2 separate regions of the Scleropages formosus genome follow, and region 2 is linked to region 1. The links are chromatin contacts, called in public Hi-C maps. All regions are on one chromosome and are shown on one strand. The core of a region is the stretch at or near the end of the contact, and the rest is flanking DNA. Distances in the headings are between cores, read along the strand shown.

Region 1 (5,389 bases), core at 1,271-3,770:
CCCGCTCTGCACCCCTCCCAGCGCATCCCAGTGCACCGGCGCGGCACGTGCCGTCCTCCTCCGCGCGCCCTTCGGAGGGCTCTCTCGCGCTCTCACTCCAGCCAATTATTAGCGCTTTGGGGTCGTCTTTGAACGCCCGTCTGTCGCCTTTTCCGGGTGAGTCGTTCGCACCGGAGACAGCGCTGCCAAAAACACCCCGGGACACTGTCATTTATGTATGTATGTATGTATCATATGTTACACACACATACCGATCACATTCAAGCCATTAAATGCAAATTTTGCAGCAATCAATAAATTAATGTTATGGATTTAGTTTCAAGCAGGACGTCATCATAATTATTATTCTTATTATTCTTATTATTCTTATTATTATTATTATTATTATTATTATTATTCCCTATTGATTCTGTAGCGATATTGTTGGAATAGACCCAGTGCAAAACTTAGTTATTGAATTAGTGAAGTTAATTCGCGGCTGTCATTCACTTTGTTCAAGGAATTAAAGAGAGTTGTCAAGACTGCATCGTTTGCTGCAAATTGACTCACTTAATGTAATAAACTGATGAAATGAGTACAATTTGCTTTTTTTTCCATTACTCTGAAATTTATGTCACGTAATAGAGTTTGCACTGAAAGACATGTAAAAATATTTGAACATGTGCAAATATTCACAGTGACCAGCGAGCGTATGGTGGTCCGTGAAAAAGCAAACCTGACTTGGTCAGGGTTGGAACAGCAGCGACGCGGTCAGATTTTAAAGATAGTGGCAATTTTACATGTTCTGAAAGGTAAATATGCTCTTCTGTGTTGCTCATCAAAGTGAGGAGAAAAGTGCAGCTCAGTTTGTCTTCTTTGGACAAAATGATGAGGGTGTCGGCGGCTCTTTTAACGCGAAACGGCGAATAAATACGTTAAAAACACATGAGACAAAGTATAAGACTGTTTAATTGTTGAATTATTGATTTGAATTGTTCACTCGAATGGTAAAACCCCCTCTCTCGATGTCAGCGATTTACATATAGATGTATCAGTAAATAAACCTCCCCGTGTTTGTTAATTATGACCTGTATCTGTTTTAACCTAATTTGCTATAATTAAAAAAAAAGAGGATTTGCACTTAAAATCCGTTTCTTCCAGACATTTTCGCTGTTCCCGTGGGAGCGTTTTTGAGCGCCGAAGTAGGGAAGGATACAGCTTTATAAATATTTAATTCAGATTTCTTTTGCAGTTTTTCCAATTAAGGATAAAGTATTGCCCTTTGATGGTGTACGAATTTGTATCCAGTCTCTTTCATGACATTTATTTCTTTGGGAAGTCTGAATTCCTTAAACTAAAAATCAAGATACGAACAAAGTCTTAATAATAATAATAATAGTAATAATAATAATAATAATAATAATAATAATAATAATAACAATAAATTAACAGAGAAAGAATAACAGCTACATTACAGTTGTCGTTCCAGGTGAATCCTCATTTTAACTCAGTGTTTGTCACTATATCAGAATTTTACAGATGTTGCCCTTGTTACAGATGAAAACTTAATTACTGCATAATTTTGAAGCGGCGCGTGCCTGGGCTGAACGTAAAGGAGTTACAGAGCTCCTTGAAAATGTAAAGTGATTTGCATAAACTCGCTGTATTGTTTCAACCAGTGTATCCAGAAGGTAAAAAAACTGTTTTGGATGAGAGAGACAGTTTAAGGAATTGCTGCACAAATGACACAAACAGCATTGCTGGACTTCTTTATAACTCATGACATCCTTTAACAACCAAGCATTACTGCGCCTGCTGCTTGCTGAAGAAGCGAAAACGCGGCACTTTGCCGTATATGATTATAAACGAAGTGAAATGATATGATGGATGTATAATAAAATGCTGTGGGTGTTACAGTATGATCGATCTACTGCTTTAGTAAACCAAAGACACCAGTCTTAACGGATGCAAAGGAAAAGCACCAGCTGTGACATCAATACAAACACTCATCTAAAATCTGAGCGCAGCACGAAATCAACATATTGTGCGTAACTGACAACGTTGATGACGTTTATTGACACAATTGCCTTTACTTTGATATCCATCATTTTACACTGTGAGGATCCGAAGCGTCACTCTGCTTATTTTTCACCATTTCCAACACAGTTTATCGTTCATGCTTTGAAGCACGCGTTCCTAAAATGCTCCCTGACACTTGCTCGACGCAAAGACACTCGCAGTGGACTAAGATATTATCTTTAAAGCGCACATGAACATTCAGGGCGCGCTCCCAACCCCGTCTACACAGGGTCTTTCCGGATTTTTTTGCGGCGAATTTAAAAAAAATGACGCAAGCTTTCGCCGCAGCCAATGGGGAGCGAGGGGCGGGGCCGCCATGCAAATACGAGGTCCTTTTATGGGATTGTCTCCGCCCTGTGCCAGGTCCGCGGCGGTGCCCCCCGGGAGCCCGGAGCCTCGGAGCCCGGGAGAAGGTGCGCTCCGCTGGGACGCAGGAGCCATAAAGAGACGGGGAGGGAGGGGATGAGATTTCTCGCTACCCAATCCCCCTTTCCCCCAGGGAGAGTCAGCCTTCCCCGGTCCATCCCTGTCTCTTGTTCCGTAATCATTTCATTTTACTCCTTTTTGAAGCGCTCGCCTGTTTTATCCCACTTTTCGTTGCACAATCCCGTGCGCGCGTGTCCGCCTCCTTCTTCTTCTTCTCCTTCTTCCCCTTCATCTTCTTCTTCTTCTGAGCAACTTCGGCGACTCCTCTCGTCCTCCCCGCACCGAGAAGCTCTTCAAGATCCCGGCTGATGCTGAAGAGCCTCCTGTGTGATCCTCTGAGATGCTCCCCGGTTCCTGCGCTCGCCTTCCCGTCCCCTCGAGCTCCATGTGAGGACGGCGCACCCTGAGCATCTTGAGCATCCCGAGCATCCATCCTCTCAACTTGGTCTGGGATCTAAAATAAAGAGGGAAACCCAGAGGGATCCGGAGCTCGTCTTTGGATAAGGACCTTCGTCGCTTCCCCCCCTTCGCTGCAGCACTTCTTCACTTCGGGGAAGATTTTTTTCCTACTCCCCCACCCCCGTTTCAGCTGGTTTTGTTAATCCAGGTGGCCTTGTTTCTTGTTTTTGGAGATTTGAAGGAGGATTATTCAAGTTTGAGTTGGTGTTAAGGAAGATCTCCTCCTCCCCCCTCCCCGAAGGCTCGTTCTCATGTTCTCCATCCAGGACAGCCTCCCGCGGGGGGCTCTGACCATGAAGGAAGAGCCCCTGAGCAGCGGCATGACACCGGTCCGCTCGTGGATGCAGAGCGCGGGGATCCTGGACGCCAACACGGCGGCGCAGAGGTAACGCGGGGTGCGCGCGGAGGGATGCGCGCGCGCGCGCGGGGATGCGGGAGGTGCGGGCTGCTGATGGAGGAAGCGGCCCGAGCAAAACGCGGAGCGACGCTGCTGTGCGGGGTTTGAGCGCAGAGCCGAGCCGAGCCGAGCGGAGCCGAGCCGAGCCGAGCCGAGCCGAGCCTGCGCTTATCGCTCATACATCGCGGGCGATCCGGGCGCTAAAAATGAATGTACTTTCTTCATGTAGTAACAGTAACAAAGCAAAGGGCAGCGGGGAGTGCAGTGCTTAAGGTTGTCACCGCTGAAGGTTGCTGGTTCGAGTCCTGCTCCTCCTGCTTAGTTTCCTCCAGGTGCTCAACATGATCTCATACAGTGAGAATACTCTGCTGTACAATGCCATGGGTAAATGGTTGCAAAGTTCATCTAACAGTGAAAGTCACCTCGAACAAAGGTGTCAACTACGTAACAGTCAATAATATAATAATAACAACACTAATGATGATGATAGTAACAATATATTCAGGAAGGCATAAGATGAATTTAAAATGATAGTAGAAAAATGTAGCCAAAATAATCATGCATGCTTACATTTACTAAAGTGAATTTACGTGAAGTATTTTCTGACATAAAAATGACAAATAAGGCGCAATTTCTTCTTCGTACGTTTTTATAAGCCGTTATCTCCGTTTTTATTAAAATGCACGACTTATGGTTTACGATCATGGTGGCGCGGCGCTCCTTCTGGGTTTCGCAGAAATACTCGTGCGACAAACTTTGAAAGCATGTGTTTGACTTTATTTCCTGCAATTTCGCCGGAAAGTTGTCGAGCCCTGCGGTGCGCGCTCCCGGAACGCGGGTTCGACGGCAGATCGGTGGGGCTGGTCGGGACGGCGCATTTTGGGCAGAAGTTACAGGTTCCTCGTTGCGATCAGTGATCACCTCCCGGGGACAACAAAGTAATCCCGTTACCTCACGTGCTCCAAATATACAATATTTATAGGGCTACATTTAAAACATATATCAACACTGTTTTAAACTTACTAAGATTTGGTACTCAGGTTCACAACTTTGAGTAAAATATTTTCTGTGAGTGAAGATTTCACTTTCTTACAAAAATGAGTGCACTATTTACAGTATCTAATTATATAACTTAAGTTTAGCGGGATAAAACAAAATATATTAACACTGTTCAGTTACTTGTGATTTATTTTTCGCAAAGTAAATTGCAGGCTGCTTTCTGTTAGCGCCTCTCTTTGTCAGTGTGTGTGTGTCTGTATGTGTGTGTGTGTGTGTGTGTGTGTGTGCATTAAACAGATTATTCATCGTAAACACGTCGTAGCCTGGCCCTGCTAAATGAAAAAAAACAGGGTACCACAATTTTGTACCTTACATGATCCCCGTTGTTCTTCATAATGGCAGTGGTATAATGAAAATAATAGAAAGTCAACTGAATTCATTTGAAAAATAATAACTGTTCTATATAATCATTATTTTTCAAAGACGATACAAGACAAAATCTTTGAATTACAACTTTAAAGTAATTTTAACGTTGCGTCTTAGTTGCTTTAAAAACAGTTTGTACACTGATTTAACTGTGTATTTCTCTTTTGTGTTACCTCAGATTTCATTTCGTACCCTTCGTCGTTTCCAGTTTTAAAAATGCAATCTACGAGAAATAATTTTCAAATATTGATTTCACGTTTGGGTAAGTTGCCAATATGCCAATATTTCATATCTGCAATAATATGCTGCATTTTTAATATAACAGCCCTGCGCCTGTTGAAACACTCAGTTGAAATTACGGGGAAAGTGAATATTTTAAAGTGAAATATCCACTTCATAGTTTGCGCGAATTTTTAAGCATTTTTAAATACTAAGCTTAATTTTTAAGAAATGCGCTTGTGCATAATCGTGCTCTCCTGATAACATTAGATGTCGTTCACTTGTTACAAAAATTATTTGTTAGGCTCATCTGTCAAAAAGTGCTTCTGATCTACTTTGTACCTTTCAGTGAAGGAACAAAATGTGCCTTTGAGTGTGAAAAACTCATTGCCTCATTTTTAATTT
Region 2 (5,389 bases), core at 1,153-3,652, 250 kb after region 1:
ATTAATATTTATGATCTCTTTTAGTGTTAGTAAAGCACCTAAATTATTCAGTATACATATTTGAGGAAAAAAGGCATTAAACGCGAGGAAGTATTTCTGCGTGTGGTCAGTTGTGACGCGGGTGCTGCTGGAATACGAATGGAAAAAGGGCCTTTGTTTGTGTCATTATTTATAAGGTACGTGTGATTCAAATACTCCAGAATTCGGAATTCTTCTCTTGCATTGCACAAGTAAGTGTCCCATCGGTGAAGCTTTGACGTAGAAAAGATTTAAAATAACCAAAAAGCTGCTTTCGAATGTGTAAGTCTGCAAATTAAAATTATTGGGTTATTAATATACACTGTGACAATCTGAGTGATAATTAGAGCGCAAGTCTGATATTGCTCAAATTAAAACTATTTTCCTGAACACACTCCGCTGTCTGACGCGTTTTTTTTTCCTTTCTTTCTTTCTTTCTTTTTTTTTTTTAAATTTCTGCGTGTCGCACGCGACCCGGCGCTCGCGCGCTGCACGGCCGCCGAGCCTGCGCGAGGTGAGCGGCGCGCGCGGGGGTCCTGACGGGTCGCGAGGGCGGGAATGAGACGCGAGCCGAGCGACCGCGAGCAACGTCAGTCGCGGCCGAGGGTGATACGTCATCGTTTTTCGTCAAAATTCACAATATTAGTCACAAAATGACACAAACAGAATGCAGCTATATTTGTACTGTAGTTTAATATTTGCAAGATTCTTAGGGATGCAAATTTTACAGCATTTTGACGAACCTCTGCCAACTATTGTGACGCTAATAATTTAATTTCCCCGCATATTTCACTCATAGACTAATTCGTCACGTCCCTCATGTCGCACCAGAAGGGACAAATAGAAGCAAACAACCCGTGTGGACATTTTCCAGCGCTCATACCGGACCAAATAACGATGTTTTCTTCTACTGTTATTATTTTATGTCTTTGCGTGTCCTTTATTATGGTGTTTTTATGGCTTTATGGGCGGTGATTACAATTAGCCGTTGGATTTGTGGAGTTCAATCCCCCATGTGGGAGCCATGTAGAGGATTCACTGAACCTGGGGGACCGCCGCCATTCATCCAAAGTTCCCACAACAAGGACACGTTTTTTTCCCCTCTCTTTTTTCCCTTTATTTCCTTTCCCCCTCTCCTTCAGAAAGTGAAAAACCGAGGTTAGATAGCTCGCACCCCTATCCGACCCCCTCTTGCAGGATAGGCTCCGGACCAGCGCTTCCCTGATGTAGGACTAGCGGTCAGACGCAGAGTTACTGAATACTGCGCATGTGCGCAAAAGCAATAACGCTTTCAAGGACTTTATTCGCGAACACAGTAAATATCGTAACGGGGGGTACATCCTAAACCCCTGTTTGTTTTTAACTCGCCCTTAAGGCCTTATTTCACTGAAACATACAGTACGATCTGCCCGAGTATGTGTATATATGAGGCATGTTAAATCTAAGGCTATGTAGATAAAGACATTTAAACCAGGTAACACCAACACAGATCCATGGCTGGATTATTCTGCCTTGGTTTTGAAAGAAGAGAAAAGTTTGAAGGACTTGAGGAGAAGCAAAACTGCGTTCCCGAGGGCAACAACGGGCCGCCGCGGTTCTGACACCACGGCGATGGGCCCACGTGTTGTCCTCTGGCGCCATCTAGCGGAGGACATGAACGCAACATGTCAATTTAAAACATGGTAAATTACACGGGATTCGTCACGATACTGCGCTCAAGGTCGGGTTAGTACAAACTCATAAATCTGACCTTTATATTTTGCGAATTCATGTTAAACTTCCGCAATAACATTATTATACGTATTCAACACTGACCAAACGTTTTCAGTATTTAAATAGTTCTATGCAGTGTTGCATGTGATGGCAAAGCTTTCAGTCATAATTATAGATTCTTGCGTTATTATTATTATTTCCCCTTGCTTAACTGACGCGTTTATTCAAAAGCGATTTTCAGTTTCACCGATTTATATTAACTGGATTGCGTATACAAGATTTTGAGTTGAATCTGCACTAAATGTGTGATTATCTCGGCTTGTGTTTATTGCGATGGGTTATAGTGAGATATTTATTCTTTCGGATACAGAATCTGGCACATTTCTTCCGCTGTCAATGTATCCTATTTAAGAATCCAACAATCCGCTTCATGTAAGGTGGCGCAGCGGGCAGAGCATAGGTGCCGCACAGATGACTGAATGATGTGAAAGTGTGCTGTCCGCTGATGATCCAGTGTGTACCCTGCCTCGGCCACGCGGTTATTGCCGATGGATGGATGGATGTACACTTCCTGTAGTGGAACGTAACGTTTAAACACGAGTGCCACCTTCCCTTTCCTCTCTTGCCTTCTTCTTACCTCCTAGTTTAAGTATTACGGTAAAATATATGAACGGGCCGTTCGGCAAGATCCCAATTGCGCTTCTTCTCGCAACATTACGGGGGAGATTTAATGGGATTTATCAGGGCTTGGAAACTTTATTGTACCGGTTGACTTTAACGCAGAGGCTCAGAGGAGCGGAGAAATGGCACGGCTTGGTGCGTCCCTTCTTCTCCTTATTTTTATGTTCGTTGTAAGCGATGCTCTCCCCACCAGTGATACCGTGACGGTCAATAATTCAGTGAGCGCCAATCCAGGTAGAAGCATCGCTGAGACGACCTCCAACCCGACTCGCGCAAGTTCTCCCCAAAGCACCGCTGAGAGCGCCGGCCGTCCCGCAGCCACAGCGCAGCCGAACGCATCCGCCACCGCGAAGCCCCCAGGGACCGGGCCGTCTCTGGGCTTCCACACTGAAGACCTGGACGAGAGCATCGACAAAAGTGTGGAGAAGAAAGTCTGGAGCAAAGAGAACGAGGAGCCCGAGGAACAAGGTGAGGTTTGTGCACTCACCTGAGAGGTGTCAGATCTCCCCCTCCTCCAGGAACCTCCTGTAGCCTACGCTGTAATTAATTAATTGTCAAAGTCACGTGTCCTCTCTTCCGGACCATTGTTATGCAAATTAGGTCACTTGCGCTAAAGGTGAGCGGATGGGGAGTGATGTGTCTGGTGTGCTTCACACTGGTCGTGTCATGTAACTTATCACCGCTGCAGCTCGAGTATGCATGCATGCATGCATGCATGCAGTAAGGTGTGGATGTTTTACACTGGCTGCAAAATCATCTATTGCAGAGTGCAGTTTACCTTAGCAGCTGCTAAGGGGATGAACTCGCAACCTGAAGGTTTTGGGTTCAAGTCCCATTCCCCCATGTCTGCTGTGGTGCTCATGATAGAGGCACACACCCACTACCTATATAGTAAGAATAACCTGCTGTGTTACTTACTGTATTGGTAGTGGGTGTGTGCCTCTATCATGAGCACCACAGCAGACATGGGGAGTGGGACTTGAACCCAAGTCATGTGTGTGGAAGAGCATTCACAAGCCGTGCGCTCCGCTTGACACAAACCAACAAGTCTCCGCTGCCTCTGAGACCATTTGTATGGTTTGGCAGAATTGTTGTTTGAACACGGAAAATGCCGTGGGTTTCGTCCAGACCCCACTGTTTGCACAATCATGTTACTCTTGGCATTTCATGTTTTTGCACCCATCGCAGCTAGTAACTGTACTTAGGTTTATAGATACCGGTCCGTTCTGATCATATGAAATGATCCAGTTGTTTGCGTTCCATTGAACATCTTGGAGAGGCATCGAAGAAATAGTGCTGCTTACTGAGCACTTTTCCAAATTCTTGCCACTTAAAACCTATGCTGACATGCAACCCATGTGCATTCTGGGTGTAACAAGCTGCAATGTACACACTGACAATGCGGAATAAACTCAACTGTATGTGACGAATAGGAAATGAGTGTACTATTTTTAGTTTGGCATTTGTGCAATTATTTGTTCGTAAACCCTTTATTACAGAAGTTAATTGTAAGCATATTAATTCTAAGCCAGTGATGGTCTAAATAAAGTTAGAAAAATAGTTATGAGTGGAATAGATTGGATTTTCAATGCAATACAGCTTACTTATATTTTTAAACCTGGAGGGATATTCAGTAACAATTGAAATCCGTACATGGTCTTTACCACGCTGCGCATTTTTGGCAAAGCGATATTAACCTCTGAGTCAAAAAAGGAGCCACAATTATTTCTGCAGAATTTCCCCTTTCATGCGCAGCCAGCAGCCCAGCGTCATACACCACATCTGGTGCAGTTCCTTGATGCTGTTAGTTAGGCAGTCCCAGCTCTCCTGTTAAAACCTCCAGCTCTGCTACTTAAGAAAACCTTTCTTTTACAATCTTTTACTGCAAAAATCCTGAAAACAAGTTGGATAACATTCCTGATGTATTAGGGTAGAGGGGTGATGTCATCCTTCCCTTACTCAGCTTTTTCTGATGGAGCATTCCTTTAGATGTAGGTCCCCAACCTGACTCTACAGAGTCACTGCCATGTCAGCGATGTCACCTGACCTTTTACCCTATTTACACACTGTCAACCATAAGGTCATGACATCTCTTACTAGTGACCTTAACAGCAAACCAGCCAAATATGATCCTTTTCAGTTATTTTTCCACGAGTCTCTACTAAAACTTATTCCAGCAGCTGATCCAAGAATAATGCAACTAATTTGTGGCAACTGTGCCAAGTTACATGAGAAAAAAATGTGAACAGCACCATGACTGGAACCTTTCTATGAAATGCATCACAATCCAGTCATTCCAAGCTCTGATTTTTGTTACTCTCACCACCAATGGCTTTTGTCCTAATGGTCACTGGTAGCCAATATGGAACTAAACTACTACCTCTTGATTAAAGTAAACCTCTGTTTCACAAGGTGGTTTGCCTTCCATAGCCAGCTTAAGGTGGCGGTCTCCCAGGAGTGTCTTAAAGAAGGTAGGGAAGAAACCAACAAAGGTTTTGAAGAAACCTAGAGTCCAGCCCAAGAAGGTGAAGATCATTAGGAAAAGCAAGCAGGAGAACTCGGGGAAAGGCACCAGACCAGTGCAAAGAGTGACACAAGTGACACGTATGTATGGCGAGTGGCCATGACTTATACAGTATGAAAACTCAACTAGGGTCTAACCTCTTCGTTGGGTTTTGGTGGTTAAGTTAGTCATACTGTATATTTCATTTTAAAAAAGTAACTCTTGATTTCCGTTATTGTGTAAATGTGCGAGTGAATGAGTGTGTGTGTGTGTGTGTGTGTGTGTGTGTGTGTGTGTGTGTGTGTGTGTGTGTCTGTGGGCTCTACCTTGCCTTGCACCTTGTCTTTCAGCAATACTCTCTAGACCGCTGCGACCCTGCATCTGGCAAACAGTTGATAACGGATGGATGGATATATGATTCATGAGTTGTTTGTATTATTTTACTACTTTTACCTATTCCGTTCAAATAGCTGT

Evidence for each region. A called contact is a pair of places that touch in the nucleus more often than the background predicts.
Region 2: a Hi-C map of muscle shows a contact between it and region 1, with 2.6 times the contacts expected there. The contact joins the promoter of LOC108930919 here to the promoter of LOC108930915 in region 1. A contact is called at or near these places in 2 of 2 Hi-C or Micro-C datasets (both in muscle).

The regions. Positions count from the first base shown.
Region 1 is chr5:16,997,515-17,002,903 of fSclFor1.1, forward strand. LOC108930915 (transcription factor COE3) reads left to right here and starts at 2,521. Exons shown (of 17, transcript XM_029252292.1): 1 at 2,521-2,598; 2 at 3,210-3,328. The coding sequence starts at 2,521.
Region 2 is chr5:17,251,405-17,256,793 of fSclFor1.1, forward strand. LOC108930919 (probable carboxypeptidase X1) reads left to right here and starts at 2,403. Exons shown (of 13, transcript XM_018746411.2): 1 at 2,403-2,880. The coding sequence starts at 2,535.